3 separate regions of the Mus musculus genome follow, and regions 2 and 3 are each linked to region 1. Evidence: chromatin contacts called from public HiChIP or PLAC-seq data. All regions are on one chromosome and are shown on one strand. Each heading gives the region's core, a stretch centred on a gene start, on an enhancer-like site or on the middle of the called end of the contact. The rest is flanking DNA. Distances are from core to core; before and after follow the strand shown. Region 1 overlaps Abr (active BCR-related gene). Region 2 overlaps Nxn (nucleoredoxin). Region 3 holds the start of Mrm3 (mitochondrial rRNA methyltransferase 3).

Region 1 (2,737 bases), core at 185-2,684:
GAGCCTTGAAAGTGCTTCTAGAGAGAGCGGCAGAGCCAGGTCCTGTGTGTGAATGTTCCTGGGGAATGCTGGCTTTGTCTGCATGGGAGTCCTTTGAGCACTGGAATGGAGCTTCCTCTGCCAGGACGCAGGTCCCTCTGTCACTCCATGGACAGAGAAGTGTGTGAGGAGGCTGCAGGAGGATGACGCTTACCTGAGACCTTGGAAGGCTGTTGCATCCCAGTGCTGCCTTTACAAAGTGAAGCAGTTGGCTGGATATGGTCCTAACTAACAGTTGGTTCCAGAGTAGAGAGTATCAGCCGGTGTTACCTGCTGCTGTTCACAGGAGAAGAGCACAGGTTTAATGTTGGAGGATGTTCACAGAAGTCCTCTTGTTGCTAAGGCTTCCATGACACCCTCCCCCTTAGCTCTGCCTGAGCCTGCTTAGACCAAAACACTTCCTGACCTCTGTAGACCGTAAATGGTCTTCCCCATTTACCTGGCTTCTCTCCATCAGTGCCCAAGTTGGAATGACCTCAGAAAAGCCTTTCCAGGCCCCATGTTTGTCCCTCATGAACACTTATTTAAAATGCACCTGTCTTTCCCATCTTTACTGTGCCCACCAGTGTAAACTCTGGAACAGTTTGTATTTTCTTCTCATTAGACTCCCAGAACTAATGGACTCCACTGCTAGATGAACAAATGAGTGGATTGATAGACACATTATGAACTTTTTTGGGGCTGGAGAGAACTTGAATGTTGAAGGTGATACCTGTATCCTGACAGCCATGTTTTCAAGGCCACAAGTGTTGTAGGGACAAGCACAACCAGAGCTCGTCACAGCTGGGTTTGAATCCTGGCTTTGCCATAGGTGGTCCTGTGACAGCTTACCCTCCTGTTCTCAGCTTCCTTCTCCGTGAAGAGGGGTACCAGTAGCCACCTGGATGGTTGCAGGAGTGAGTTGATGCCTGAAAATGCCTGCTGCTGTTGCTGTTCTCATTACTGCTGTTTTAGGAAGAGGAAATCATGAGGCATTGTTTCCCAGAATGCTATAGTTCTGGTAGTTGGGGACCCAGCTGCTTCCCCTGGTGATCTTTCCCTGTCCACAGAAGTCTGAGGTGATTGATATGGGGGCTGCCTCTACTCAGCCCTCACAGATACAGAACACAAGCCCTGTTGAGAGGGCAGGTAGGCAGAGCAGAATGGAAGAGCTCTCCAGTTTGATATTTCTGTTGGGTTTTGGTGCAGGGTCTCCGTAACTCAGGCTGACCTTGAACTTGAAGCAGATCTTCTTCCTCAGCCTCCCAAGTGCTGGGAATACAGGCCTGAGCCTACATAGCCTTATCAATTTGTCTGTATCATTCTGACTCAGAGTCCCCTTGGTCTCAGCGCCACTGGTCTGGTTAGGAATTTGCTTCCCAGCCACCACCCCTCCCAGCATCATGAACTGCTGTCTGCCACCCTGAGGCTGCCTGCTGTGTGAGGCCTGGGTGGAGCCAGGGCAAGCCAGGCATCTGGAGGCAGTTTATTTCGGCTGAAGTCTCTGGGTATTTGATTATCCATTACCAAGAGAGGAGAATTAGCATCTCTGCTGTTTGTTTTATGAGATCATTCCAGTGCCAAACTCCTGTTTCCAAGCAACCTGCGCTTCCCAGTTAATGACCCTGGCAGGCTGGGCCTCTGGTCTTCCAGCCTCGGGTAACTATGGAGATGAGAGTACCTGGCATGGCCCGTGACCACTGCACACAGGTGGCTTCTGGGTCACAAGAGGGTAGCAACACAGGTATTCGTGCTTTGTTTTTCTCGTGGTAACAGAGGAGATGGGGGTGGGGGTCGGGGGATCAGCTGCTTGAGTGTTTGCCTAGTTTGCAGAAAGCCCTGAGTTCAGTCCTTTGCTCTAAATAAAACTGGGTGTGGTTAGCCACACCTGTAATCCTAGCACTGTGGAAGCCAAAGGCAGGAGGATCAGAAGTTCATACCTTGGCTAGGTAGTGAGTTTGAGGCCAGGCTGGGATATAGGAGACCCTGTCTCAAAGAAGGAAAAGATAAAGAAGGCGAGAGAATAGAGGGTACTAGAGCCCTTCCTGGAAGACTGTGATCAGTGCTGGTTATGGAAGTGTCTGGGACATCTCTGTGCTGTAGAGCACTTATGGCTGAGGGTTCCCTGGAGATAAGTGCACTTAGACCCCTCTGCCCCTTTCCCGGGAGCTTTTCCTTCTGACACTGCACTGCGTGGGCCTCCCCAGCACCCTAGTTCACACCCTCCTCTCTGGCTTCCTGGTCCCAAGGGCAACCTCACCAGCTTCTGTCTCCTCCCTGGGTGGCTCCAGGGACCTGCCCCTGGCACATGCCCAGCCTTTGTGTCCTGAAGGAACAAGGATTCTCAGGGAACAGATTGATCTTGTGGGGCCACAGGAGCAGTGTCTATCACTAGCACCTTGGTTGGCAGAAGCCCCCAAGGACGCCCGCCTGCAGCAGCTGTGTTCTGTTGCTACTTCATTGGGAAAAAATTTAAAGCAGGAAATCTGAGGATAATGTAGTAGACAACTGTGTCTGCAGCTCTCAGCGTAACAGATGAGGGTCGTCAGAGAAATACCAAACCTTTCCTTTTCTCCATTATTTTTCTTTTTTTTTTTTTTTAAAGATTTATTTATTGATTATATGTAAGTACACTGTAGCTGTCTTCATACACTCCAGAAGAGGGAGTCAGATCTTGTTACGGATGGTTGTGAGCCACCATGTGGTTGCTGGGATTTGA
Region 2 (2,700 bases), core at 121-2,620, 190 kb after region 1:
CCTGAGAGGACCATGTGCCGGAGACACTTCTGAGCACTTCCAGTGTGTGGCCCACTGTCTGTCCTGGGCAGGAGGGGCCACAAAGCCAGCTGGTGGTTGGCATAGAACGAAGCGCGTGGAAGGTGATTTTTCCCCAGGTGGCAGAGACAGTGTCAAAACCCTACCGCCAGCGTTCCCATTCCCTGCCCTCCGATTCCTGCCTCGATGACCCCAGAACACAATGGTCCCTTTGGAGGAGGGTTCCTCAGTGGTTGCTAAGCTAAGCCTTGCCAGAAGGTGTGAATATGGAAGGGAAGCTTTCATTGCACCAGCAATGTGTGGGAGCCTGGCTGCCAGGGACGGATGCAGAAGTGGAAGTAGCAGATGGGTTTTCTCCTTCTCCTTCCAGCAGCAAAGTGGTTCATCACAGGAAGTGTCCTACAAGGGAAGCGAAGCTTTGAGACTTTTGAGTGCTCACACCCCAGGCAGAGAGGGACCTGGCCTTTACCAGGTAGGGGTGTCACCCTGTCTGTTGTGTCTGAAGGTATCCCAAATAGATATATACAAGGCCCAAGAGGTAATGTCCTTCCTTCCCTCCCCACCAGGACAAGGAACCTGCAGCTGACAGAGGTGCTAGGCCAAGGTCAGAGGTGACATCATTGTTGGTCCAGAAGAACTAGCAGTGTTTTTTGTTTGTTTGTTTTTGTGGTGGTGCTGGGGATAGAACCCAGAGCCTTGTGCACAAAGCCATAGTATAAAACATTAATAATCCTCACAGTGTGGTGTGAAGCAATATTATAATTCCATTTTTCTCCTGAGGAAACTGAGGCTCTGAAAGATGATGTGACAGATGCAAAGATCACCCACTTAATGTACCACAGGGTCAAAGTCTGGGCAGACCCAGGCCAGACCATTTTACTGTTCCACACCACCCTCCCACAAACTGGGCTCGGACTAAAGATCTCACTGACGAGGACCAAATCACCCATGTATGCAGTTCTGGTAACTCCCTACACCCCTCTTACAGTGGAGGTGGGCACGTGTAGGAGGTTTATTTAGCATGCAGAGCCCTGGCATAGTCAATTAAGCCCGTCTTCTCTTTGTCTCCTTTGCTTGTTTCTCTGGCAGGCGGCACCATCAGCTTTATGGGGTATGTGTGCATATGGTCTAAGCCCCACAGAGTCCTATTATATACTCAGAAGACTAGAAGACTAGGACAGGAACAGGAAGATCTCAAACTCAAAGCTAGCCTGGGTTACATAGAGAGTTCTTGATCAGCTTGGATGTGACCCTGACCCCACCCCCACCCCCGCCTCCAAATCCTGTGTTGTAATTGCATGGTGGGAGGCTGCTGCATTCTCATAAGCTAGTGATGGATCTGACCATCTTGACCCAACCCACGCGCTACTTTGTTCTCTGTGCTGACTCCAGTAAAAGGAGGGATGAGAAGGGGGCAGGGCATTATTAGAGAAAGGGAGAAGAGCCCCGATCACACTGGCATTCGAAGCAGATCATTTATGTGTTAAAGAGCCTGACTTGATTGCTTAGTCAGGTCCCCGGTCTAACTGACCTCCATCCCCACATTCCATTCCCCCATCAGTCAGTTCACGCAGCTTTCACGGAATACGCGACACACTGAGCACTGCCCTTGGCCAGCAGCTCCACCTCAATCTAGATCACATCCTGGAAGTCGAGCAAGGGGATCAAACGTCTGGGGTGACCTCTGGGACTAGAACAAAGCCTCCAGGAGCAGCTGGAAGGTGGGGGTGGAGCTGGCGTGACAACACTGAGACTGGTCTATTGCACATCCGCTCACCTGGGTCAGGCCTTAGTCTAAGCACTGGGAGCAACTCATCTTTTCTTCACCAGTCCATGACTGTAGGACCTGTTACCCCATTTTACAGATGGAGGAGCTCAGGAAAAGGTTAGCTCTCTCTTGCTTGAGGTCACTGAGTGGCTGACACAGGCAGTCTAGCCCGAGATCCTGTAAGGTATGTTGGGAGGTGGGGGAAGGGGAGTTTTACCTCTGGCTCTCTGCAACGGTGTGGGCTGTGTTAGTTTAGGAAGGTGGGACCCACTCAAGGGTGTGTTTTTGAGCGCCTCGCACAGAAAAGGTGGTTTGTAACTATAGTCAGCACTGGGTGGAAGGGCAGGGGGCGTTTGGCTGAGAAGGCTCTGGCTGACCTGACCACGTAGTTTGCTGATTCATCCTACATCTGGGTCAGCTTTGGCTTCATCCCACAGATTTGCAGCAGCTGTTGAGAAATAAAAGCTTAGCCCCTTTGTCAATCGCAGGCAGGGGCAGTTCTTAGCCTGGGAGTAGCTCTGGGGGGGGGGGGGGGTCACACTCAGGAGCTGAGCTTTCTCAGAAATCACCACATTGTGTTTCCCAGCATCGTCTGTGGTGCTGGCTGATGGAGTGAGTGGTTTAGATAGTCTCTGCTGTCTGCATCCGTATAGCTCACAAGTTCCAGGCCTGCCCCCTGTGATAGCGTTGCCTCATGGCTCACTATCAGAGGTTTTCTGGCCAACATCTCTGGGTTGATAGTTCCAACCGCAACCATGGAATCAGAACCTGCCATCAGGCCCATGGCAGGAATTTTCTAGAAACCGGATAGCCTGTTTAGTCATCCCTTGTGATTTCTGCCAAGTTGAGCTAATGTTGCCTCTTTGTTTCTTTCCTAATTTGCCTTGCTTCTAACTTTGTCAAACCATCAATAT
Region 3 (2,788 bases), core at 280-2,779, 230 kb after region 1:
AAAGCGCAGCTTTCAGGGCAGTATCTGGAGGGGAAGAAAGACACTAGAGAGGCACTGAAGATGAACTTGTAAGCCTCCACTCTACTGCCACGCCTGACCCCTGAGATGGACATCCAGGCCTCAGAGTGGAGAGGGAAAACCGATCCTCACATTGTCTTCTAACCCATGCACGTATACACACAAAATAAAGTTTTGTTTTGAGATAGGGCTTCAATGTTTGCTCTGGCTGTCATGGAACTCACTTTGTAGACCAGGCTGACCTCAAACTCAGAAATCTGCCTGCCTCTGCCTTCCAAATTCTGGAATTTTAAAGGCTTGCATTACTCCTGGCTCATAAAATGTTTTTAACATTCCATAAAACAAACAAACAAACAACAACTGGGCTTTTTTTTTTTTTTTCATGCCTCCTCAGCAGGAAGGAGGTGCAAACAGGAATGTCAGGGGTCGAAGCTATCCATAGCTACATACAGAATGTGAAGCCTGCCTGAACTACAATTGTCAAAAACAAGCAAAAGCCCCACAATTAAGTATGAATGAGAAATTGGTTCAGTTGCCAGTAAAATACCATCAAAACATAGAGGCCTGAGAAGTCCTATTTCTTTTTAGACGTTAGTCAATAAAAATTTAAACTTGATTTAAATAAAATTCGTTACCTTAAGACAAGTATGAACAAGAAAGTCTAGGATACTACACTTGTATGAAATAGAAATCCCAGATATTGGCACACTGTATATCACTGACCCATTATTCCTTGTGGCGTTACTAGGTCTGACCAATCCTTGATGTCCTCAAATTTCACCTTAATGAGGCTGACGTCTTTCAGCTTGTCTACCGGCAACTCCTTGACGTACTCCAGACGGCTAAAAAAGAACGCTTTGGGCACAGCTCCAGCCTTGAGAGCATCTGCAATCAGCCTGCGACCTTCCAGTAGGATCTTCCCTTGCTTTTCCCGAAAAGGCCTGGACTTAACTATTGTCATCACACTGCTGTGGGTGCAAACAGAGAGGGGATGATTATCAACGCTCTTGGCATGGAGGGATACATGAAGTTCTAACAGACACGCACAAGCCTCAAAAGACGACATTTATTTTGCACCGTCGAAACAGTAAGAGCCAGAAGCTTCACAGTGAAGCAAGAAAAGAAACGGGAGCAGATGACAAGTCTCAAAAACATATCACCTTAGCCTCCTGTCCCCGGGAAAGGCCTTATCGTAGCGAAGCCCTGCCTCTTCCCAGGTGTGAGGGGTCTGGGATGGGGATGTCTCAAGAGGCTGTTTCTGTCGCTGTCCCTGGGAACTGGCCTTAGGGACCGCCTTGCGAGGCTGCTGGTCAGGAGCGCGCTTCCGTTCCTCCACCTGTCCCGAGGGAGACAACACTCTCACCGGGCTACGCCGCAGCGCCCGGACCCAGCGCCGAGCGTTGAGGTCCCGAGTCTGGACCACCCGCAGCAATGATCCCAGGGAGCACCACATGCCCTTCGCCGGCGCTGCCATCTTTCCCCTGGCGCGCGCTACCTCACCCGAGCGCGCGGTCGAGTGTTAGTGACGTCACCCGACGATCCTTCCCGGTTTGGTGGGCGGGGTGTCCCTCTGCCTGGAACTCGGTTTTCGTGTTGGGAGCCATGGCCACTCGTCGAGCTCTGCACTTCGTTTTCAAAGTGAAGAACCGCTTCCAGACAGTGCATTTCTTTCGAGATGTCCTGGGGATGCAGGTGCAGACCGGGACCGAGCGGGGCTAGCGCGAGACCCCGATGGGCGGCCGGGCCGCACCAGGGGAGGGAAGACGCCGTGGGCGCGCGGCCACCCCAGCCGCCAGGCCCTAGACTCCGCGTTGCCACGCCGGTGTTTTCAGCTTTTGCGAGCCCCCCTCTTTCGGGTTGGGAAGCCTTTGAAAGGGGACTCACCTACCAGCTGTGTTGTCTACGCACGTTCACCTACAGCCCTTCTCAAATATTTTTTACACTCCTGGCTTGGGGAGCCTGCTGTCTATAGTGAAGGAGCGTTGATAGGCAAAACGTTATTTTAAAAAGCCCCTTCCAGTTCACGACAGAGCGGTCTCCTGGTTTGAAAGGTTTGGGTGTGATCAGCAAATTTCGGCTTCCATCAGAGCTGCGGATTTGAAATTTAGGCTCTGGGAGGGGGACCCATGGCTTTGCGCATGCTAAACAAGCACTCCGCCATCGGATTCCGCGAACAAGCCCTGTCCGAGCAAGTTTGAACGGTCTCTTTCGTAGGTGCTCATGATCTGTGGCTCTGTTCTAAACAGCCCAGATGTAAGTATGAGGTCAGAATCAAGTCGCCTTCCTAGTACCTGGAAACAGTCTGAGAAGCTGTGATTCTAAGGGGGTCACTTAGCTGAAAGTGTAGCGGAAAGGTTTATTGAGCTCTTTGGTAAGCCAGGGAGGTAGGAGCACACCAGTGCAGAATTTATTTATTTATTTTTAACAGACTTGTAGCAGTCCAAGTCTAGCTGGGTGTAGAGATGGTACAGGAGGTAAGGACTGTAAAGGAAGTTGCACAAATCAGTCAACACAGGTTAGTCATAAAAATATCTGCTGTGTAGGGGCTGGAGACATGGCTCAACTTTTAAGAATGATTGCTCTTCTTCCAGAGGGTGTAAGATGGGTTCCAGGTGTTGGATGGCTCACAACCATCTGTAACTACAACTCCCAGGGAATCTGACCTGTGGCAGGCAGGCAGATAGACACACACACACACACACACACACACTCCTGGTGTTTGAAGGTACCATGGTAAGGTTAGGTATAGACTAAATGACTCTGGCATTTG

The links. HiChIP or PLAC-seq counts read pairs in DNA pulled down with a chosen protein or histone mark.
Region 2: a contact with region 1 is called in an H3K27ac HiChIP or PLAC-seq map of embryonic stem cells, with 5 read pairs. The contact joins two enhancer-like sites. A contact is called at or near these places in 1 of 115 datasets of contacts at active chromatin or transcription factors (embryonic stem cells) and 2 of 9 other capture datasets (adipose tissue and liver).
Region 3: a contact with region 1 is called in an H3K4me3 HiChIP or PLAC-seq map of embryonic stem cells, with 21 read pairs. The contact joins the promoter of Mrm3 here to the enhancer-like site in region 1. A contact is called at or near these places in 1 of 39 promoter capture datasets (cranial neural crest), 1 of 484 Hi-C or Micro-C datasets (CD8 T cells), 11 of 115 datasets of contacts at active chromatin or transcription factors (embryonic limb bud, embryonic midbrain, embryonic stem cells and 4 more) and 3 of 9 other capture datasets (adipose tissue, liver and pancreatic islet).

The regions. Positions count from the first base shown.
Region 1 is chr11:76,476,093-76,478,829 of GRCm38.p6, reverse strand. The region is part of intron 4 of Abr (active BCR-related gene); the gene reads left to right. Among named protein-coding and RNA genes, the nearest start is that of Timm22, 70 kb to the right of the region's middle. Within about 2 kb of position 1,434, at least 91 of the 459 cell types and tissues checked have an H3K27ac peak or open chromatin away from gene starts, as enhancers often do. A contact at or near this core is called in embryonic limb bud, embryonic stem cells, extraembryonic endoderm stem cells and 1 more, where this site is marked.
Region 2 is chr11:76,286,476-76,289,175 of GRCm38.p6, reverse strand. The region is part of intron 1 of Nxn (nucleoredoxin); the gene reads left to right. Among named protein-coding and RNA genes, the nearest start is that of Mrm3, 44 kb to the right of the region's middle. Within about 2 kb of position 1,370, at least 86 of the 459 cell types and tissues checked have an H3K27ac peak or open chromatin away from gene starts, as enhancers often do. A contact at or near this core is called in embryonic stem cells, where this site is marked.
Region 3 is chr11:76,242,477-76,245,264 of GRCm38.p6, reverse strand. Mrm3 (mitochondrial rRNA methyltransferase 3) reads right to left here and starts at 1,529. Exons shown (of 4, transcript NM_183263.5): 1 at 1,179-1,529; 2 at 742-986. The coding sequence starts at 1,492. Glod4 (glyoxalase domain containing 4) reads left to right here and starts at 1,566. Exons shown (of 9, transcript NM_026029.3): 1 at 1,566-1,710. The coding sequence starts at 1,621.